Linked DNA regions of Mus musculus: regions 2, 3, 4 and 5 are each linked to region 1. Evidence: chromatin contacts called from public ChIA-PET, capture Hi-C and promoter capture Hi-C data. All regions are on one chromosome and are shown on one strand. Each heading gives the region's core, a stretch centred on a gene start, on an enhancer-like site or on the middle of the called end of the contact. The rest is flanking DNA. Distances are from core to core; before and after follow the strand shown. Region 1 holds the start of Mrpl12 (mitochondrial ribosomal protein L12). Region 2 holds the start of Ogfod3 (2-oxoglutarate and iron-dependent oxygenase domain containing 3). Region 3 holds the start of Cd7 (CD7 antigen). Region 4 holds the start of Wdr45b (WD repeat domain 45B). Region 5 holds the start of Narf (nuclear prelamin A recognition factor).

What was found. Promoter capture Hi-C pulls out the DNA fragments that hold promoters and counts their contacts. ChIA-PET counts read pairs in DNA pulled down with a chosen protein or histone mark. Capture Hi-C pulls out chosen DNA fragments and counts their contacts.
Region 2: a contact with region 1 is called in a promoter capture Hi-C map of pre-B cells, with 2.4 times the contacts expected there. The contact joins the promoter of Ogfod3 here to the promoter of Mrpl12 in region 1. A contact is called at or near these places in 2 of 39 promoter capture datasets (neural stem cells and pre-B cells), 1 of 484 Hi-C or Micro-C datasets (embryonic stem cells) and 1 of 9 other capture datasets (embryonic stem cells).
Region 3: a contact with region 1 is called in a capture Hi-C map of embryonic stem cells, with 5 times the contacts expected there. The contact joins the promoter of Cd7 here to the promoter of Mrpl12 in region 1. A contact is called at or near these places in 3 of 39 promoter capture datasets (cranial neural crest, pre-B cells and stem cell-derived epiblast-like cells), 1 of 15 datasets of contacts at CTCF or cohesin (embryonic stem cells), 3 of 484 Hi-C or Micro-C datasets (B cells, pre-B cells and pro-B cells), 3 of 115 datasets of contacts at active chromatin or transcription factors (T-cell acute lymphoblastic leukemia, embryonic stem cells and stem cell-derived neural progenitor cells) and 1 of 9 other capture datasets (embryonic stem cells).
Region 4: a contact with region 1 is called in a promoter capture Hi-C map of pre-B cells, with 4 times the contacts expected there. The contact joins the promoter of Wdr45b here to the promoter of Mrpl12 in region 1. A contact is called at or near these places in 2 of 39 promoter capture datasets (erythroid cells and pre-B cells) and 1 of 115 datasets of contacts at active chromatin or transcription factors (memory CD8 T cells).
Region 5: a contact with region 1 is called in an RNA polymerase II ChIA-PET map of memory CD8 T cells, with 6 read pairs. The contact joins the promoter of Narf here to the promoter of Mrpl12 in region 1. A contact is called at or near these places in 2 of 39 promoter capture datasets (erythroid cells and hippocampal neurons) and 1 of 115 datasets of contacts at active chromatin or transcription factors (memory CD8 T cells).

Annotation. Positions count from the first base shown.
Region 1 is chr11:120,483,031-120,487,699 of GRCm38.p6, forward strand. It overlaps Mrpl12 (mitochondrial ribosomal protein L12), which reads left to right and starts at 1,607. Exons shown (of 5, transcript NM_027204.3): 1 at 1,607-1,738; 2 at 2,213-2,399; 3 at 2,626-2,712. The coding sequence starts at 1,662. Hgs (HGF-regulated tyrosine kinase substrate) reads left to right here. Exons shown (of 22, transcript NM_008244.3): 21 at 1-71; 22 at 359-954. The coding sequence ends at 469.
Region 2 is chr11:121,201,979-121,206,585 of GRCm38.p6, forward strand. Ogfod3 (2-oxoglutarate and iron-dependent oxygenase domain containing 3) reads right to left here and starts at 2,670. Exons shown (of 9, transcript NM_025402.2): 1 at 2,511-2,670; 2 at 913-1,130. The coding sequence starts at 2,584. It also overlaps a transcript of Hexdc not described here.
Region 3 is chr11:121,037,537-121,041,568 of GRCm38.p6, forward strand. It overlaps Cd7 (CD7 antigen), which reads right to left and starts at 1,942. Exons shown (of 4, transcript NM_009854.2): 1 at 1,757-1,942; 2 at 500-814; 3 at 144-280. The coding sequence starts at 1,829. Gm11775 (a long non-coding RNA gene) reads left to right here and starts at 147. Exons shown (of 2, transcript XR_880372.3): 1 at 147-326.
Region 4 is chr11:121,353,137-121,357,159 of GRCm38.p6, forward strand. It overlaps Wdr45b (WD repeat domain 45B), which reads right to left and starts at 1,311. Exons shown (of 10, transcript NM_025793.3): 1 at 1,091-1,311. The coding sequence starts at 1,157. Rab40b (Rab40B, member RAS oncogene family) reads right to left here. Exons shown (of 6, transcript NM_139147.3): 6 at 2,985-4,023. The coding sequence ends at 3,901.
Region 5 is chr11:121,234,554-121,239,097 of GRCm38.p6, forward strand. Narf (nuclear prelamin A recognition factor) reads left to right here and starts at 2,683. Exons shown (of 11, transcript NM_026272.3): 1 at 2,683-2,798; 2 at 3,866-3,964. The coding sequence starts at 2,772.

The DNA of each region.
Region 1 (4,669 bases), core at 357-2,856:
TTCCCGGGCAGGATGCGTCTCTGCCAGCCCAGCAGCCCTACATCCCAGGGCAGCAGCCCCTGTACCAGCAGGTGAGCCGTCTCCCAGCGGCCTGCCCTTGGACTTCTGAGCTTCCTTTGATCCCTTGCACTGGGTGCATCAGGGGCTTTGCTCAGCAGACAGAATCATGACATGCCATTAAGTGCACGTATGTACACATGCGTCCATATTGCACAGGAGACAAGTTTACAAGAGATCACACGTGCCATTGCCATATTGGTAACAACCTGATCTACTATGTGCTAAGGTGAAGCTTGTTCTAAGCCGAAGGTTTTGTTTGTGAAGGGGGGTGATGAGCCTATCTGCTCTTTCTCTCCAGATGGCCCCCAGCACCGGCCCTCCCCAGCAGCAACCCCCTGTGGCCCAGCCAGCGCCTACACAGGGACCGCCAGCACAGGGCAGTGAGGCCCAGCTCATCTCCTTTGACTGACCTTGAGTCTGGCGCTCACCATGCAGAGTAACACTACAGTTCACCAGAAACCACTTATATGTCTAACTAGCCATTCCTCCCCTATTACTGCCCTGTAGTGTCCCTTCTGTGAGCAAGGGGTGGGCCTTCCCCCTTGGCCCTCTTCCCTGTCCTCGGTGGTCTGGCTCCTATCACTGGTTCCCTGCTTCAGTCCTGATGCCGTCTGACCTCCCCGGGACTGGGGCTCTGCAGGGCAAGTAGAACCTTCTCTGGAGAGTGCCCGGCTGTGTTGGGTGCCACAGGTGAATGCTGTGGGGATGCTTAGCCTGGCCCGGAGTCTGATGTGAACTAACTGTGTGGTGTCCAGGCCTGGCCCTGGTACCCAGAAGAACCATGTGGCTCCTGCACAGCAAGGGTAGAAGCTTTAGGTATCTCTGTCTCCCCTTCTCCTTGGATGTCATCTCTCAGTGCAGAGCAGTGAAAATAAAATGTATTTCAAAACTCTCATGATTGATTGTTCGGGCAGCAGGCTGGGTTGGACCAACAATTTAATAGTCTGCATCTGTTGTGGAGTGTGCTGGGTACTGGCTGAGAAACCGTGGACTTGCCAACAGTCTCCTTCCTGGTGGGGATTCTGCAGACTCATCTGGTGCAGGATACATCACCAGGCGGGTGAGGAAGGGTGCAAACGCGGGCTTTTGCAGCCCAACTGCCCTCAGGATTACCCACTGCTTAAGGTTTTAGCTCTCAATAGCTCACCCTGAAATATACGGTTCAACCTGACTTCTGTGAGGTCTCAAGTTTTGCTCTTTCCCTCCCCGCTAAGCGCCCGCCTTAGTGTGCACTCAAAGGAGGCGGTTCCGCCTAGTGAGCTCTTGGGAGGACTCCAGGCCCTTCCTTCTCCTAGGTTTAGAGTACTGGGCTCCTGAGGTTGCTAACCTCTTGGACCACTGAGTTGAATTCAAGGGGCTATGAGTTCCGTAGGTAAAGGGGTGGGGGCGCCTACTTATTCCCCTGGCGAGACAAAGGCGTGCGGAACACGACTGATGGAGAAAGCGCCAACCCAGTATTGTCTCCGCGCCTGCGCGTCGCACCGCCTAGTGCGTAATACCAGGAGCCAACCCGGGCTAGAGCGGCCCGGACAGCTCGCCTCCTCCCGGATAGAGCGTCGCTTCCGCTTAGAGCCGCGTGTGACCTTCCCGCTTGCGGAGCTATGCTGCCGGTGGCGGCTAGCCGCTGCCTGTGGGGGCCACGGCTTGGACTCCGGGGGGCAGCGCTTCGCCTTGCCAGGTAAAGCGGTGGTCTAGAGCGCCATTGCCGGGGCGGCGGGCAGGAAGTAGGTTCAGAGGGAAGGGGTGACGGGCGCATCGCCACCTTCCGCGGCCCAGCCTGCGGGGCGTGGAGAGGGCGGCTCGGCCTGGGCGACCTTGGGTGCAGGTACCTTTCGTCCCCAGCTTCCCGCCGCTGAGACCCATCGCCGTGGTCGGCAGCATAGCCCGAGCCCCGTGCTTTGGAAGGCTTGGTGCAGCACTGTGCACCCGCCAGGCTGATGTATTCCATTCAACCAGAAGCCTGCCGTTCTGGGCAGTATTGCAGACATAGTCGTGGGCTCCTGAGGCTCTATGGGAAATGTAGGAAAGCTTTTTCGGGTCCCTTAACCCCAGCTTGTGGAGCCTGGCCTCAGCGGTGGCAGACTGAGCACATGGATCTTGTACCCTTGAGTCTCCCGTTTTTTCTGATCTAACGGCTGTTTGCCTGGGGTAGGCAACAGATGCCCAGCGTCTGTGCAGCGCGGCAGTTGAGAAGCAGCAGCCACCGAAGGAGTGAAGCACTCGCCGGCGCACCTCTGGATAATGCTCCCAAAGAATACCCCCCCAAGATCCAGCAGCTGGTCCAAGACATTGCCAGCCTTACGCTCCTGGAGATCTCAGACCTCAACGAACTCCTGAAGGTATTAGGAGAGATCGGCACAGGCCAGGACTAAAGTCCCTGCCTTCTAGTTGTATTTTTACCAAACAAAGGTCAGAGGTCCCTGTCTCTTCTGGGGTGTTTTGGGAGTTTGGTAAATTATCAAATGTACTTTCCTAGGTGGTAGGGCCAAATAGGCTTGTACCTCCATTTGTACCTCCATTTAGGGTTTGATAAGCAGCCACTGAGACCTCTCCTTCATCCTACAGAAAACATTGAAGATCCAGGATGTCGGCCTTATGCCAATGGGTGGCATGGTGCCTGGTCCCGTCTCTGCTGCAGCACCGGCCTCTGAGGTGAGCCTAGGCCACAGGAAGACCCAGTTCTGTGTGCCCAGTTAACTGCCCGACTCAATAACTTAGGTATTTCCCTGTTCCTCCTTGAGTCTGTAGCTGTAATCCCTGTGTTCTGCTGTGGGCTCCCTGCAATAGCTTTGGGAAATTTTCTGCCGAAGGCATTCGAGATCTTTACTAGTGCGTGCATGTGTGTGGGTGTGCATGAGCAGGGGGTGGTCAAAGGTCAGCTTTTGGGGGTTCTCCCCTTCCGCATGGGTTCTGGGGATCAGGACCTCGATTCTGTAAGCTAGCTTTCCTTCTGCCCTCTGAGCTACACTGGTGGGAAAAATGATCTGAAGAGAGGAAACGGTACGCCAAACAGTGCAGCAGTCTTGAGTATTATTAAAAGTAGGGAGGGCACAGAGATGTTGTGGGAGAGTGCCTGCCTCAAGTGCACTGCACCAATTTGGACAGGTAGGGAAGAGACTTGGAATTTCGAGGAAGGCCTCTACAACATGACAATGTTGAATCAAACTTGAAGGTGTTGAGGAAGAGAAAGCAAGGTGTTTCTCAAAGAGTTCTGGCTGACAGAGGGTTTCCAAGTGATTTTTTTTTTTAAAGATTTATTTATTTATTATATGTAAGTACACTGTAGCTGTCTTCAGACATTTCCAGAAGAGGGAGTCAGATCTCATTAAGGATGGTTGTAAGCCACCATGTGGTTGCTGGGATTTGAACTCACGACCTTCGGAAGAGCAGTCGGTGCTTTTAACCGCTGAGCCATCTCTCCAGCCCTCCAAGGGATATTTAAATTTTGAGTGGGAGAAGCCAGGCAGTGGTGGCACACATCCTAACATTTGGGAGGCAGAGACAGACAGATTTCTGAGTTCGGGGTCAGCCTGGTCTATAGAGTGAGTTCCAGGACAGCCAAGGCTGTACCAAGAAACCCTGACTTGAAAAACCAGGGGGAAGAAATCTGAAGGGAGGGCCAGGCAAGGTAGCATACACTTTTAATCTCAGCACTTGGGAAGTAAATGCAGGCAGATCTCTGAATTCTCAGCCTTCCAGGGCAACGCAGTGAAACCCTATGTCAGATAAGTGCTGCTTAGTTTGTGTGTGTGCCACATGTATGTGGGTAGCTAGCGAGGTCAGAAGAGAGTGTGGGGTCCCTTAAGCTGGAGGTGAAGGCTGTTGTTACCAGCCTGACATGGGTGCTGGGAACTGAACTCAGGCTCCTATGAACAACAGAGTGTACTCTTAGCTTCTGAGCCATTTCTCCAGCCCAGACTTCACTTTTAAAGCAAGGCTAGGTCTCATTGCCTAAGCTGGAGTGCCTTTGAAAAAGGTCATAACTGTATCAGGATGCAGGCCCAATCCAGTTGTGTCCCAGATGGTGGGGCTCAAAGCTGGGACCACAAGAATAAGGCTTGAAATAGTTGTCACTCTAGCCGGGCCTGTAGTGTATGCCTTCAAACCCCAGCACTCAGGAGGCAGGTGAAACTGTTTGACCCAACCTGGTCCATAAAGTGAGTCCCAGGTCACCTAGGCCTGTCACGTAAAGAAACCCTGTCTCAACCCTCCCCTCCCATTCCACCCCCTCAAAAATGGTTCTGTCGTTGTCGTGGCTGAGGATTGAGGTAGTCCTGATGTTTCTGTAACCATTTATTATCTGCAAAGCATTTGTTATTCTCCCTGCCTTGTAGGTTCCAATTGCTGGTTACCTATATATGCGTGCGTGCGTGCGTGTGCGTGCGTTCACAAGGAAGCCTCCGTGTTCAAGCACCACTTACCTCATTTTTAGACACGTTCTTTCCCTCGGCCTGGAACTTGTTGATAAGGCTAGGCTGGGTAGCCAGTGGGCCCTTGGGTCCTGTTGTGTTCCTTGTCAGTGCTGGGTCACAGGCACAAGCTACTGTGCCTCATTTCTTTTTCATGGGCTCCAGGGATCCACTTCAGATCCTCAAACTTGCAAGACAAA
Region 2 (4,607 bases), core at 1,420-3,919, 720 kb after region 1:
CATGTGGCTGAAGGGCTGACTTCTTGTGCATCACAACAGCGCCCCTTTGTGGAAGAACATGGAACCTTTTCTCCATTCACATCCAAAACATTACTTTGAATGTAAAAAAATAAACCACCCTTATAGAGCTAGGCCCAGATTCTACATTTGAGGAACAGAATGCATCTGTGTGATATCGAATGTTCAGGAAAACAGCAGCCCAAGGAGGCCAACACCCCACCCCACCAATCCAGTCCAAAGGTGTGTGCTCTCTAGGCTGTCCTCACCTGGCCCTGAGACCCTGACATTGCAGCTTCCCTCTATTCCCCTGGGCCCAACCTCAGAACTCTGGCTTATAACTAGCGTGTAGAGGTCGGAGAACTACAGACAGCAGTTGGTTCTCTCCTACTGTGTAGGTTCAGGATACTGAACTCAGGTCATCCAGTTTGTGTTACGTGTTTTAACAGCTAAGCCATCTGGCTGACCCTTTCTTGGCTCCCTAATTCTGTTACCTCTCTGCAGGCAGCCTCTGGGCACAGAAGCCTGATAAGGTGCTGCCTGCATCTGAGTGGCACTGGAAGCCAACTCTGAAACATCTTTATTTTCCAACCAAGCGTGAGCTTGCCTATCTGGGAAGGGAAGGCTTGTCTCTGCCCACATATATTGTTTTAACTGTAGCAAAAGTCAATGCTGAGTTTCATTTCTGTCACGTCCTGTGTGTCTGGGTATAACTATATGCACATAACCGCAGGTGCCTGCAGGAGAAGTTGGATCTCCTGAAGGTGAAGTTACAGGCAGCTGTGAGCTGCCAGTCAAGGGTGTTAGGAACTGATATCTGGTCTTCTGGAAATTCAACAAATGTTCTTGAATGCTGAGCCATGTCTCCAGCCCCTACCAGCCACTCTAATTTACTGAGAAGCCGGTGGCACATACCTTCAAACCTTCGGTGACCATCGTAGTCCTCAGAGCAGGGAACCTCAATGAACCTGCCTTCTAGGACCTCACCACGACGGGCCACAACCTCAGCAACATCATCATCGATCCCCACACTACTCCAGAGCAGACATGTGACCAGAGCAAGGCCGACCCCAAAGGCCACAATCCTTAGCCATGTCCTCTGTGCCTCCCGAGGCAGCCGGTCCTTCTTGGTACTAAAGAAAGAGACGATAACCAGCCACTGGATGCAGCCATCATACTAAGCATGCCAATCAAACTCACAAGATGTTCACACTGGATGCCACCAGGCTTGGGCTGTGTCTACACTGATCTCTGATCAAGATGGATGCATCCCATCAATCCTGAGATATGGGAAGTACTTGTAAGCTAATTATGAGGCAGCTGGTGGGAAGTAGGGCATCTACTTCCATCCACAACTCAAGCTTATCAGGATGCCCACCATCACCACCCCTCAGAAGAGCTTCCCAGGCAGTATATGGACCTGTCTTCTCTGACCAGACAGGGCTGAATATGTGCTTCAATGGGCAAAAAAATTGTGGGCTGACCATAGGTAATTTCTGTCCAGCCCACAGAGCACCTATTTGGAGGATTGTCAGGGCATGTGAGTCTCTGATCACTCATGCATCCATATATGACTGCCCCATCCCAAGCCTGTGTTTCTACACGAACACATGTGTACGTAAACCAGCGTACATGAAGCATATCTACTTAACTCAAATCATAAACCTGGAGCCAGAAAGAGCACAGAAGAATGTCAGAAATGATATGTGTAAGTTTCCTCTACGACCCAGGTCTGTGTGGTCCGGTCCCTGATGAAGCTGTGTCTGTGTCTCTACACTTCTGTGTGTATAACTAGAGTGGCTGAGCTCTGCTGTCCAGGAAAGGTCTCAAAATACATGCAGAATTGTCAGAGTTAGGTCCCTGTCCCTAAGGACTCCGTTTCTTAGTTACCATTTCAGGTGTGGGTTTGACAGAGGCTCACAAGGCCAGTTTTGGATAGGTGAGGTGTGAAAGGCTGGGATGAGGTAACCAGCAGAGATGTGAGGAGACAGACCATGTAGTGGGTGGGGAGTCCTAAAGGCTCAAAAAGGGTCCCTAGCGAGAGAAACCTGTTCACGTGACTGAATGCAGCTCGACTCCAAGAAGAGGTTTCCTGTGGGCAGGGCCTCTGTGCAGAGCTTGGAGGTGGGCAGCCACGTGGACATTTTCACTATAGAAAGGATGCCGCAGGATACACTAACCAAGTCACGCCCCAACACATCAATCACGCCCACACTACCACGCCCTCTCTCTAAATTAAGCCTGCTCAAGTCTCAGTAGGGCTGGTCCCACCTGTCACCTCTAGCCAGGGACCAACCCAGACACGAGTCAGACCCCGCCTTGTCATGAGCACGTCCCACCCCTGTTAGGTCCCACCCCTGGGATGGCCACGCCTCACTCTGCCAAGGACACAGCAATCAAGACCACGCTCTGCCTCCCTCCGACCCCGCCCTCGGAGTGGCCACGCCCACACACACCAGTCAGGCTCCGCCCGCTGTGGCGCGCGGCCTCCCGGTCCCTAAGGATCCCGCTACCTGGTCGCGCGCCGGCGCTCTGCAGCACTACTTCCCTCGGGAATTCTGGGTGGTCCCCTCCGCTGAGGCGCCATCGGGCCCAGCCGTCGCAGAGCCAGCTACGACACGAGAGCCACCAAACTCGGGGCAATAGCTGCGACAGCGAAAGCGAGGCGGGAACGGGGTCGGGACGCGGGAGCGACGCGCTCGGTCTTCGTCCGGCTCACGGCCAGACGAGAGCAATCGGAGGCCGAGCGGTGGCGGGGGTGGGGTGGGGTGGGGGGAGGCGGAGCCTTCTCGGCCCTTGGCACTGCAACCCTGAGGCACCTGCGGAATTCTGTCTTCTCCTGTAGCTGGGCTGCGGCGGCGACGCGGGTGAGTCAAGCCCACAGCCACCGATTGTGCTGGGCCCGGATGACCTGTCTCCTACGGCCGCCGCCCTCTCCTTTCCCCGGCCCCGAGAGCTGCATTGAGAAGCCTGTCAGGGACTTTGAACTGCCTGAGAGTGGCAGGTCGGGCAGGGTTGGGGATTGAGGGCGAGCGTAGGGGGGGTGTGGTTCCTAAGGCTAGGACTTTTGAGTCCTTGCACAGGACGAGCAGGTGAAATCATGCAACTGGATGCACAACTCTGTAATTCTTTTTAATAATCGCTTGTGATTTTACAGAAGGTAGGAAAACTGTTTCTAATATCTTGACTGCTTCAGTGTCCTCCAGAAATGAACTGTAATGGAAACTATAGTCAGTTCTGATATATGTAGAGTTTATTCCCTTTTCAGGTTATTGTTGTTGTTATTTGCAGTAGCCAGGGTGGATCGCAGGGTTCCTGGCATAATGAGCAGCCGGTGCTGTATCACGGAGCTAGTCACCATCTCTCCAAATTACCACTGCCTTAATTGTTTTTCAGTACGAGGAATTGAACCTAAGGCCTTCTGCATGCTAGACAAGTGTTGTACCACTAAGCAATCCAGTCCTTATTTTACTTATTAGTCTGGAGACAGGGTCTTATTAAGTTGCAAAGTCTAGCCTTGACCTTCCTTTATAGCCCAGGCAAGTCTTAAACTTTAATCCTCCTTCCTCAGGAGGGGGTGGGGTGGTGTACTGGCTAGCTTTGTGTCAACTTGACACAGCTGGAGTTATCACAGAGAAAGGAGCTTCAGTTGAGGAAATGCCTCCATGAGATCCAACTGTAAGGCATTTTCTCAATTAGTGATCAAGGGGGAAAGGCCCCTTGTGGGTGGGACCATCTCAGGGCTGGTAGTCTTAGTTCTATAAGAGAGCAGGCTGAGCAAGCCAGGTGAGGCAAGCCAATGAAGAACATCCCTCCATGGCCTCTGCATCAGCTCCTGCTTCCTGACCTGCTTGAGTTCCAGTCCTGACTTCCTTTGGTGATGAACAGCAGTATGGAAGTGTAAGCCGAATAAACCCTTTCCTCCCCAACTTGCTTCTTGGTCATGATGTTTGTGCAGGAATAGAAACCCTGACTAAGACAAATTGGTACCAGGAGTGGGGTATTCCTGTGACAACCTGACCATGTTCTGGGGAGGACTGTGGAAGGACTTTGGAACTTTGGGCTTGAAGATCCATTCGTTGTTAAGAGCTCTGTCAGATGTTGTGTAGGAGCTTGGAAGATAATGTTGAGAACAGTGCAGAAGATGGAGGTTTGGTTTGTGAAATTTCAGAGGGAAAATTAAAGACTCTTTTCAGGGCCATTGCTGTTTTGATTGTGAAGATTCTGTAGTTCTGGTTAGCTGGGGCTGAAGAATCAGCTGTGATTAACAAGATACCAGAACTACTAAAGCAAAAACTTTGCATTACTGGGACTATTGATGCTGGTTAGCTGGAGCTAAGAAATTAGCGGTGATTAAGAAGAGACCAGCATCATTGAGGTGACATCTTCTGGGAGGTGTTTTCTGAGAGCACAGTGGCTGTGTTCCAGATATAGCCAAAGTTGTACCTTGTGCTGTGGCTGGACTTGGTAATGTGTAAGAGTCACCCAGGTGGTACTGGTTTTGAAGGCATGAAGGAGTTGAGCAGAACAGCTGAGGATTGGCACTGTGAGAGGCCATGGAAGGCCATTGGTGAAAGTGCAGCCTCAGTTGCAATTGATGGCCCAGGACT
Region 3 (4,032 bases), core at 692-3,191, 550 kb after region 1:
CCCCACTTTCTCCCTCTCGGCTTCACTCTCCCATTCTGTGTCCCTGAGAGATGCCTCACCCAAGGGTTCTCTGCATCTTATCATGTGCATCCTGACTGATCTCTGCCTTAAGCCTGTGATAATAGCCGTAGGCTCACACTGACCTGTATCTTCCTCAGCATGCTGCACACCACCCCAAGGAGCAGCCCGGTGAAGAAGAAGCCTACAGCAATGGCAGCTGGGAAGGAAAATGATGTCTGCAGAGGTTCCTGGGATCTGTATGCTTCTTGGGATGATTTTTCTGGGAAAATGAACACAAAGCCATTGGTAGGAGAGGACACAAGCAGGTGAGGTGGGGATCCTCATTGGAGGCCTTGAGGTTCAAGCCAGGTGTGGGCACCATTAGGAGGTTTCCAGGAAGAAATGGGCTCTGAGCAGACAGCTCCAACAAGTGCAAAGAAGGTCTCTAGCAGCCAGTGGGCTCCTGGCCTGGCCAACAGTCAGATGGGCACATCCTTACCTTTCACCACAACCGTGGTGAACAAGCCACGGGCACTGACTTTCCTGACAGCCTCGCAGGTGTAGTCTCCAGTGTCTGCCAGCTGGAGGGAGCTTATGGTGATGGTCAGGTTCTTCTGGGAACCAGAGAAATTAATTCGGCCTGAGAAGGTCCTGTCTACTGTGGGCTCCTGCCGGTCTTCAAAGTAAATCACATTGTAAGCCTGAGGCCAGATCTTCTTCATTAAGATCCCTTCCAGGTGCCCTCTTGTAGAGCAGGTGATGTTGACAGAATCCCCCTCAGAGGCAATCGTGAGTCGGGGGGACTGGTGTACGTCTGTGAAGAACCAGCCAGTTAGCACCAAGCTGGCGCACAGCACACGGTGACTCAAACACGCTAACACGTATCTCAGAGGCTCCACAGATCCTACATTCATGTATGTCCTTGCACACTCTTGAGCATCTCTCACAGCACCCGCACCCGCATGCTCACACATGCTGTCTCATTTTGCTGTGCACAGGGGCTGCACTCTCTACACCTCCAGGTTTCTTTCTCCCATTTTGTATTCCTGTGAGATGCCTCCTCCATCACACCCCTCTCTGCAGAAATGCTATAGGAACTTGGCAACTTTGTTGCATCTCAACACAAGGACTTCCCTTTTGACTACTCCCCACCCTGGCTGTACTCTTTCTTTCTCTTTTAAGTGAGTCAGTCACTCCCAGACAGCCATAGTCCTATCTCCTCTTTGCCTACTCTTTCCGATGCTGGTTTCTTCATCACCCTCCTTCCCCCCATCATTTCTAGGCATCCAGAGCCTGTGGCTCTGCGCAAGGGGCACATGTTGACTTGTTCATGGGATACTCACTCTTTCAGATTCCAGCCCCGTTTGCCGTGCCTGGCACCCACACCACCCACTTTCCTGTAGGCAAGACTGAGTACAAACCTCAGCATCTCACAGAATGAACACTATGCTGGTTTTGCACAAGAATTGTGCCTGGGAGCCTGAGCCTCCCATAATCTTATTGTAGATCTTTTACACCTTACCACAAGACTTCCCACAGACAGCTGCTCTGAAAGGGAACTGAAGAACACAGTTCTCACAAGCACCAAGGGTAGATGTTAGTCCTGTAAACTAAAGCTTTCAAGTCTCTGCTTTTCCACGGAGCTGGGACTATTCCAGGTCTAAGACTAAGACTTGGGGAAGTCAAGTCAGGGCCAACCCTTCCCCAGGTGGGTGTGTGAGATGCTCTCTGGGAGCCCTGCTACAGGGATGCTTACCTTGGGCATCCAGGGGGCCAGGCAGGATTCCGGCCAGTGTAAGCAGCAAAGCCAGCACTGCCTGCTGAGTCATGACGCCCAAATCCAGGTGATCTGAGCCAAATCAGCCACTCTGGCTACAACACATTACTGAGCACTGTGAAAGTTCACACCAAAAACCCTGAGAGGAAGAAACAGGGGTGTGGCAGTTCAATGCGATTGGTGGTGAAGCTCCGAGGGAGGGCTTCCTGAAGATGAAGGTGGAGCTTGGTGGGCAGGGAACACAACAAGCCAGGTGGAGGAAGCCACCTGACCCCAACTGTCCTCCCTGGCTGGTTGGCTGGCCCACATCTTTATCATCTTTAACCAAGAGTCTCCACAGGAGACGTCAAGAGGAAGAAGAAATAAGAACTAGTCCTGTAACCTGGAAGAAAAATTAGAGGGACTTAAAGGTTTAGAGGCCGGGAGGGAGTTGAAGTTTCCTCTGGTCTTTTGTGTCATTTTCTGCTGGGATGTGTTCAGGTCTGTGGTCTCACCTGTTGTCTGGACACACTGGGGTTTCAGCCTGACACAGCATACCCAGTAGCCTTGGCTGTGGTTGCCTTGGCGGCCTGGGTGATCCTTCCTTAGAAGCATGATTGAGCCAGATCTGCTAGGCCAAAGGGCGGCTAGGAGCCCCTTCAATAGCAATCTGCCTTCTGGGACAAAACCGAGGGCCCTGTGTCTGGTTCCCAGGTTGGGGGAGAGCTAGGACTCTTGTCAACCATGAGTTTTATTGCTGGTACCAGAGCCAGTGTGTCACACTGAGGGGTGAGTTTGTGTGTGTGTGTGTGTACAGTGTCACATAGGGACTCAAAGCAGTTCCTCCGGGGTCCTACTCTAAGGGGGAAGATGCTCCCCCTGTAGGTGGGTTTGGAATGCTATGGTGTAGACAGGGGTGCCATGCGGGGTACTTGAGGGCACATGGGAGAGGGACTCAGGTAAAGGAAGGTCAAAGTTGGAAGATTTTAGGAACAAAGGGTTGGGGAGGGACAGGTCACCTGTGGTAACACAGGGACAGCAGGTATGGAACTGTGCAGCCTGAGAATATTGGAGAGAAATACGAGGGGAGCTGGGTCAGGTGGGCAGTAAAGAAATCAGCACCTAGCCCCCAGGGGAGAAGTTCATGGAAAGACAGACTTTACAGGGAAGTAAGAACAGTCAAAGACCTAGACCTAGTCTCCTTCCTAGGATGCCCGTGGCCACACCAGGGGCACATGGACTGGAGTGCTGCCACCTCTGCAGGGCTGACCTTGATGTGGTCTTCGTGCATCGACACTTTTGACTGTTTGGGGCACCATGCCTCAAGTTTCAGAGATCATAGACACACAGGGCCCTATGGGCTGTGCCTAAGGGCTCCAGGGCTCCAGGAGGAGGTGATGACCCAAACCCCAGTGCATTTATTTTGATTGAAGAGGCACAGACTCTGTGCATCTGGGTGCTGGGCGGTAGCATCAGATGCACTGTGGTTGTGACTCTGGAGGCCACTGTCATCAGGCAGGGTCTTCTCCACTGGGCCATCTCTCCAGCTCACCAGGCAGCGTCTTTAGCTCGGGGCTTCATTTTCAGGTCTCAGCTCGAGTGGTTTTTGTTGTTGTTGCTGTTTTGTGAGATAAGGTTTCTCTGTGTAGCCCAGGCTATCCTGGAACTCACTCTGTAGACCAGGTTGGCATCAAACTCTGAGACTCACCTGCCTCTGCCTCCCAAATGCTGGGACTAAAAGCATGCACCATCAGCCAGGCTCAAATGATATTCTGTGGGTTTGTTTCTAACAATCATATCTTCCAGAAGTTGACTGTTTCCTTGGTTTACTGTTCTCGTTTAATGATCAGAATCACAGATGCTTATCTGAAGACTGGGTTATGGAGTATGTAGGAGGCAAACTCACCCAAGTTTGGATTACAATAAGACACGATATGGGTCCAAGAGAAACAGAGGGTGGAGATGGAGATGAGGGAGGGTGAGGATCTGTAGAGAGGTCCCTGGGGAGAGCAAGCTCCAGAAATTCTTTGTTCCTTAGGGCTCCCTGTAAGGCAGGTCAACTCTGCCCCCTTGTGGTGAGAGCCCAACGACAGCTGGGTCACCAGAGTTTATTACTGAGTCATGAAGTCTCCTGAAGAAAAGCTGGCGTGGTGTGGCCCTTGCAGACACTGCAGAGGATTAGGGTGTGGAGAGGCTCTGAGATGAGTGATTCAGCTGAAGGCACGATGCCCAGTTGTGTGCTCTCTCTCCCTCTCCTCCCTCCTCCTCCTCTACCC
Region 4 (4,023 bases), core at 61-2,560, 870 kb after region 1:
AATTGTCTCAAAAATAAAAATAAACATAAAAATCAAAAAAACTCATCTTCTTAGCCAGGGGCAATAGAGTGAGCATGCAATCCCACTTGCTCCAGGGACTGTGAAGGGAAGATTCCTGGAGCACAGCTTAAGATAAGCTTGAACAGGAGAGCAAGATCCAGTCCCAACAATAACAAAAATCAAGTTAAGTTCACTTTCCAAGACAGTAAGTCATACATTTGCTACAGCACCTCGAAATTTTACATACGGAAAGCTAAGATGTTATAACTCTTAGAAGCCCAGAGTATCAGCCTTTACCCTTTTCCCTTGAGGAGATTTAGAAAAGGGAAGTTAGCTGACATAGTGGCACACTCCTTTAATCTCAGCACCCCGGGAGGCAGAGACAGGGTCAACAGAGTGAGTTCCAGGACAGTGAGGGTTACGCAGAAAAAGCGTCTCGGGGATATAATCCCCACTAAGAGGGGTTCCCGCCCATTATCTTGGAAGCAAGAATACCTTCTCCAAGACCCCAAACTCAAGAGGCAAGAGGCAGTCACGGGAACGCAAATCATGTAAGTCCTTTCATCCTACAGAACAGAAGAAAATACCAGAGGGGAGGGAGAGGCGTACAGCTAAGACATCAAGGCGAAGAACCTACACTCCACGAAGGTGCCAGCCGCAAGAACCACGACAAACTGCCGCCCCGCGACGGGCAGGTCCCGCTACGCCACCCGCTGGCAACGTAAGCGCTGGAGACCCTGACGCCCAGCAGTAAGCCTGCGGGTTCTTAGGTACCCGGTAAAAAAGTGGCACTGCCCGCCGACCCGGGCGGCGGCAGCGCGCGGAGGGGTGGGGTGGGGTGGGTGTTTCTCCCCGCTATGGGTGCCCGGGCTGGAAAGGACCGCGGGGGGGGGGGGTCCTCCCTACAGAGCGGTTCGGAGATTTCCTGAAAGAGCCGCCAGAGTCTGAGCTCTCAGGGCGCGACCGAGTCTCCGGTTAGGGTCCGGGGGACGCTCGCGACAGCTCCGGGGCCCTGCGGTCGCGGTAGCGTTGGGTCGGGGTCTCCCGGAAGGGCTGGGGTGTTACCACGGAGCTGGGCCCGGGGTCTCACCGTGGTCCTGGTTGAAGCCGGCGTACAGCAGCCCGTTGCCGTGAGGGTTACACGGCAGGAGGTTCATGGCGCCGTCGTAGGGACTGTGGCTCCTCAGCACCGCATACCGCTCGCAACCAGGCGATCTCTCCGGTCGCGCGGCGCTAGGGCCGCCGCGGCCGGAAGCCAGGGTCCTGGGGACTTGCGTCGTGCGTGTGTCGTCAGTGCTGCGTCATCAGTGCGCGCGGATCTGTGGGCGCGCGTGCGCGCAACCAGCAAGCGCCGAGGGACAGACGCGTCCACTGCAGGGAAGTAGGTGGCGGGAAGTAGGTGGCGAGGGCTCGCCGGGCGCGTCCATAAGGGGCGGGGCAGGACGCAGCCGAGGGGAAGCTGCGGAGAGAGCTGGGTGCCCCGCACTCACACAAGCAGGGCAGGACTGATGGGACCAAGGACAGGGCAGAGAAGAGACTGCGCCAACGCTCCTGCCCACAACACAGTCTCCTGAAACCCTCACCGCGTTCCCACGATACACATCGTGTTCGACCAGAAGCAGCCTTCGTGTAATGGTACCTGCATTTTCCCCGAGAGACAAACACAGACAGACTATCCCCTATTTCTTCCCGAGCTTTCCCAACCATCTGACACGTCCTCTCACAGACACAAATTTCCAAAGAGACATAATAGGACATAACCTCACAGAAAAGATCCCCAGACCTCGCGACTGTTGTTTGGGGTGCTCTGTTTACAGGGGTCTGGGATGGCTCTGGAAGCTGGTGCTTTCTCCTCTCTACTACAATTCATTCTCTGGTTCCCTCTCTCCTCACTGGCTTCTCCCCTTACCTGTTTACCATCCTTTCCCCCAAATGAAGACTTGTAGCGTCTTAGGATTCAAGAAGCTTAAGCAGAAGGACCCTAGTCCCACACAGCCCACCATTCATCCCATCAGCACTGAAGAGGGGAGGGGAAACCACTTCAGGGACTGTCCTTTCATCTCTCTAGTTATGAACCTAAGAAAGGGCAGCTGAGGCATGAATGTTCAAGCCCTAAACGGTCTCACCATCTGTGAGAACATTTGCACAACAATAAGGTGGCTGTGAAGGTCCTGGCAGGATGTCTTGATAGTTGGCCACTGTCAAGGAGGCCTTGTTCCTTCGGGTTTCACTGGCTTACACACTCACCTGCCTCTCTGGATATCTATTCACCTCATCTCCACAGGGCTGGATGACCCCAGCTTCAGGCCTTCAGTGGCTCAGATGGCTACACTCCTGCTTCTCTAAGGACATTGTTATTATGTATCTGGAGACTCAAAAAATGTTAAGACATTGTAAATCACTAATAAAAACTTAGGGTATCCAAGCTTTATCTTATTTCAGTTTTCCTGTTGTTTAATCTCTCATAGGGTCTAGCTTCCTAAGCAGCAGGACCAGAAGAGAGACCTATACTTGAGCCTTTATAACGCCAGAATGTTGTGGTGGCTTTGTTTTGGTTTTTGGTTTTTGTTTTTTTGTTGGCAAGGAGTGACAAGGGCTTCATCTCTAGGGAAATGTCTGGCCACAGCTCTAACAAACCTCTGACACTTACCAGGAGCCACATGAGAGCGTGTTTCTTTCAGTACTTCCACTTTATCTTGTTGAGACAAGGTCTCATTCTCTAACCCTGGAACTCACGATGTAGCTCCAAGTTGGTCAAAGTATCACAGTAATATTGCTTCAAGCTCCCAAGAACCGGGATACTAGGCATTCGTCATGACATACAGCACTACGTGTTTTCTCTGCATTTCTTCTCTGGGAAGAAATCCTTTCCAAAGATGACATAGGACAAAACTAAGCTTTGGGGTAAACATCATGAAACAGGCAAGGAGACAAGTGCAGAAGAGAGCTGTGCTGTACCTGGATCTAGAAAGAGATACCACGACTCTGTCAAGAGAGGAGCAAGTATCCACTTTATTGAGAAACATAGTCCTTAAATAACTGTTTTTACTTCTCCTTTACTGAAATACCTCTCTCCTTGCTAATCTGTTGAAACAATGCTGGCTTTGTTCAACATAATTGGAGATATCTTTGGCATTTTCTTCCCATAGTTTCAGAACTTGTAGGATACTTTGTACAAAATATGTAGGTTTACAGAAAAATATGAATATAGATTACTTATTAATCTCAAAATGTAGTAAACAACATAGCAAAAACTTTATCAAATCCATGTCCTACCCAAATGGGACAGACCTGTTGTACACAACCTGTGAAACTGCAGCATTTTTTATAAGTTGGGGCTTTGACATTAAAATGTTTACAAAAGGCCCCTCTTGTAGTATCAGTAATGCTAGATTATCTGATTATCATTGCTTCTGAAATTTCCTTGAACATGTATTCACTACACACATTTTATCAGCCATATAAAAGCAGTTACAGAAAAAGTTGCACAACAATCATGATAAAAAGTCACATCCATAATTTCATATTATCAAGAGTAGAGAAGAATACTAATTTTTTTCCCTTTGCACACACAAGTCTAGAACAAGAGCTTCATGCACATCCACACAAAAGTGTCAGTCACAGCGCACTGGGCATTCCTACCACGGCAGTGGCATTCCAAAGGAAGCAGCATCGTTACCGTTAATAAATGCAGAACATGTTCCTCGAGTCTGGAAAGGTCTCTGTCTTCAGACTCTCCCAGAGAGCCAGCTCACTTTTTAATTTTGAGGTGGAGTCTCAAAATTGCCCACGCTGGCCTTGAACTCACTCTGTAGCTTAGATGGGCCTTGAGCTTGTGATCCTCCTGCCTCAGCCTCTTGAGTAGCTGAGATTACAGGCCACTGCCACCAATTCCAGCCTCTAAGAAATTTTGCAGCTGTTCCTGGCACAGTTCCTGGGCGGGCTCTGGGGTGGGCGGATGGTCCTGACTTTCCGGAAGCTGTTCCTCTTGTGGCTGGAGTTGGCAGTGAGGGAGTAGGAGCG
Region 5 (4,544 bases), core at 1,433-3,932, 750 kb after region 1:
TCAAAACCAAACCAAACCAAAACAAAACAAATCCCCCAAAACCAAAAGAACAACAAAAACCAAGCAGGGTGTCACATACCCTGGAGACAGGAGTTAATGGAAATGTTGGGAACCAATACACAGAATCAGGAATCAACCCAGGTCCTCCGCAATGGCAAATGCTCTAAACTGCTAAGCCATTCCTCCAGCCTCAAGAGACTCCATCTTAATAAAACTCCACAAGTTGGGTGTGGACGTTAATGTTTGGTTACTGCTTCTAAGCATTAAGGTGTGGGTCATAGTGTCTGACTGGCTTCCAGCAGGATAACCAAATCAGATATAATATGTCATTGAACATTTGTAGACTCTTAAGTGTAAGAGTAATCTTTACACAGCTCTCCGCAGTAGTGAAGGGTACTTGATATCAAGTTATTTCTACCAGAATTTTGAGAATAAAAACAGTTTTAGCTATATAAGCGTGCAGAACAAAAAGAATGTGTTGACAGTTCATATGAGTGTAGCTCAAAGAATGTAGAAACAAAAGAAACTCCCCAACTAGACAACTAGACAGTCTTATGATTCCTGTCTTCCCTTCTCTAGTCTTGCCTAACCTTGCAGTTAGTAATCAAGAGGATCAGCAAAATGGCTGAGCTCCTAGAGTTGGTTCTGAGTTTGATCCTTGGAACCAGGATGGTAGGAGAGAACCAACATCTGTATGTGTGCAAGTATATACACAAATGCACACACATACACATATACATATATATTTTTTCCATGTACATGGGAAAATTGCATGAAACAGGAGAGAGGAAGAGAACCAGAAGATAGCTGTGAGACAGAACAGGTTTTGGTTCTGGTGATAGGACCTGGAGCTCCTCGGGCGACTGCCCGTACTCCCGACATCACTGAGAATAATTTTAGTGAACTGAAAGTAAGGTAAACTCACAATGATGTTAACATTTTTATTTCTTTATGTTGTGTGTGCGCACATCCATAGTAGCAAGTGGAGGAGAGGACACCTTGCAGGGGTTTACCTTGCTTTACCTACTAAACCGTTTCACTGGGCCCTAAATTCATATTTCTTTTTGTTTTATGAGCGTTTTGGCAGCATGTGAGCAAATGCACTGTGTGTCTGTTGCCTCCGGTGGCCAGAAGAGGCGCTAGATCCCTCGAGTTGGAGCCCGGGAAGTTTCTAGCCAGTCAGTCACAGGTGCTAAGAACCAACTTTGATCCTCTGAAAGAAAGGCAGTGCTCTTAGCCATCATCTCCCTAGCCCCCTTATATTTCTAATGATATGTTTAAACTCAGCTTTTAGAAGGCACTGAAAAACAAACTCCATTTAACAAGCTAATTCAGAGAATTTAGGGCTGGGGATGTGACAGCCAGCTGTAACTTGGGGGCACTGTTACTGCTGGTCCAGAAACAGGCTGCTCTCAGTTATTAGAGACACTTCCCTCGGTAAACCATTATCCTATAATCTCATTCTATTATTGACATTCCAGGTCAAAGGTCAGTGGCCTTTAAGGGATGCCTGGTACTATAGTAAGTTTCTTTAGCTGTCCCAGGGGAGTTATATGTACATTATTACACAGGACGATTCTCTTGCCCAGCTGTGGATTCCATAGATAAGGTACATCTTTTGTATATTATGTAACTTGCCCTATTCTGTAGGTGGTGTGCAGCTATGATATCTACTTTATAAAGCTTTCCTTTAGCCTTCTTCCAGCATGCTGTTTGGCTCTAAAGCCGCTGTCCTTCAGGTAGGAGTAAGAATGCACTTATTTAATTTAAATTTGAATTGAGTCTGTCTTTGGTCTTTCCCAGGGGATTGGAACACAACAAAAGAATAATGCATTTAATCTGCCTTGGAGACAGGTCTCACTGTGTAGCAGTATAGGGCAGTGTTGGCTTTAATTTTATCATTTTCCTGCCTCAGCCTCCTGAGTGTTGGGTAATTGCCAATAGGCCTGCTCATCCTACCTGTCATTTTGTTTGTAGACAGGTACATGTGTAGTACTGGCCGTCCTGGAACTCAGAGATCTGCCTTGCTCTGTCTCCTGGGTTCTGGGACTAAAGGCATGCGCTAACTCGCCAAGATTCAAGGTCAGCCTACTTTGAATCTACACGCCAGACTCAGCAGCATTGCCCATAAAGCAAAGCAAGCCTGCTGCGCATGTGCACTTGTGCCGCACCGGCCTACGTGAGGCTTCGCTGGCTGGTCATGGCGGCGGTAGAGGGCGGCGCCGGCTCCGCCCTCCAGGAGACGCAGTAGAGCAGAACTTACGACGCTAACTTGATTGAGCGGGCCAGGCCGCGGCCACTGAGCAAGGCGCTCTGAGGTCGCCGCGATTCGGCCTCGTCCGCTCGGTCAGCGCACTCTTCCTGCCTCATACGCCCGCCTTTGCCAACTTTCCCCATTAGTCCTTAACCAGGCAAAAACTGACAGGAGGATATGTCCCGGCCGGGCAACTACTAGTCGAGGGACAAGCTCCACCCCCGTTCTCTGATTGGCTCCTGGGAGGGACCTGCCACTTCCTCACACTCTCATTGGCTTAAGCGGCGGAGGCGGGGTGAGCGTGCCATACCATCCTTGCACTCTTTTCATTGGCTCAGGGGTGTGGCTCATCTTGCTTAGGCTCTCTCATTGGTCTACTACAGTCCTTGGGGCGGGGCCTCCGTGCAAGAAGACAACAAAGGGTCGCAGGTCGCTAGCGGGCGGCAGGCGGCGGTGTTCCAGTCTTCCTTACTCCTCACAGCTTAGGCGCGTCGGCCTCCTGCCAGTCCCACTCCAGATGAAGTGTGAGCACTGCACACGAAAGGTGGGTGCGTCGTCCGGCGGGGCTAGGGGCGAAAGCCAAGGCTGGAATCGGTGGTGAGGGTCGGGCTCAGCCGGGTGCACCTTGCTCTGTTATGTCGGCCTCTGACAGCCATCACCTGTCTGCAGAGGACTGGGCGGCGAGCTGGCTGTTGTCCACTGCAGGCGAGTGCACCGCCGGGACTGTCCGTGGAAGCTACTGTTCTGGGGCCGGGGATTGATCTCAGTCCCGGCACCCTGTTGTGGAAGTGAACGATTAATAAAGTAATTAGAAATGATGCTTTGAGCGGCTCTTCTACTTAAACAACAACAAACTTCAATACAACGAAGTGGAGAAGGAATAAAGGGCAGGCAGGCCCTCCTGTCCTGCTCCACTAGGTGGCTGAAGTGACTGACAGCTGCCTCACTTGCCTTCACACGTGATGCATGTGCAGGAATCTCGTTTGGTTTTTTGTTTTTTTACAGGAATTGTATCATATCCAAATACTCCATACGTTGTTTTTTTTTTTTTTCAGAGAATCGCCTGTAATCTTGTGTAATAGCCACATCTAAATGTTCTTATATATATTACCGTTAGATCACTTCCTGTTCTTCATTACTACTACAAACAATACAAATGGAGGGTGTGAGTGTTTATGTGTACCCTTCTATAAGTATGGATGATTTTATTTTGTAGAAAGGGTTTCTTAGAAGTAAGATCGACTGCTCAGGATATGTTTTGGTTTTTGGCATCACACTAAATTATTCTTGACTGAGCTCGGTGGTACACACCAATGATCCCAGTGCTTGAGAGACTGAGGCAGGAGCTCAAAGTTAGACAGTGCAATTTATCAAGACCCTATCTCATTAAAAAAAAATATGGTAGCACACATCTTAATCTGAGCACTCAGGAGGCAGAGGCAGACTTTCTGTGAATTTGAGGTCAGCCTGGTCTACATGGTGAGTTCCAGGACAGCCAGGACTATGTAGAAAGACTTGATCTAAAAAGGAAAAAAATAGATAAATAAAAATAGAGAAAAGAAAAATAATTTTCCTTTCTAACATCCCCCATCCTTTTTTTTTTTTTTAAAGGAATGTAGTAAAAAATCAAAAACTGATGACCAGGAGAATGTGTCCAGTGATGGGGCCCAGCCAAGCGATGGGGCCAGCCCAGCCAAGGAGAGTGAAGAGGCAAGTAGATGCTTCGGGTTTGTGTCAGCCTAACGTGAGCGTGAGTGGATCGGGTTTGTGTCAGCCTAACGTGAGTGTGAGTGGAGTGGCTACTGTTGTTTCTTCTGTCCAGTCTTATACTACCTTGCACTTCACTGCTCTAAGAAAGACTGAAGTAAAAGTGGGAAGAGCCATGTATAGGACAGTCTTGAGTCTTCTCAAACATACCAGGCCAGGAACTGCTTGAGAAATAGGAATATTGTGGTACAGTGTTGAAACCTTATTCTATAAAATGGAAGGAACTCACATTCTGTAATGCATGCAGACTTGAGGGTCAAGTTCCATGATTCTTTAAGCTTGCTGTTTAAGTTAACTAAGCTGCTTGTTTAGTTCAGTTCTTGTTTCAGCTAGTTGTGATGCTTGTTTGTACATACTGTATCACATTGTATCACATATTGTATCACATTTGGAGCTGAGCTTCATACCTGTCTCACTTCATGCTCTGAAGAGGCTACTGCATGTGTCATGCCACACTATGGATTCACAGAGAAGGTTACAGTCACAGTTGTCTTAGAAAATATTAGGACTAGTCAGGAATGCT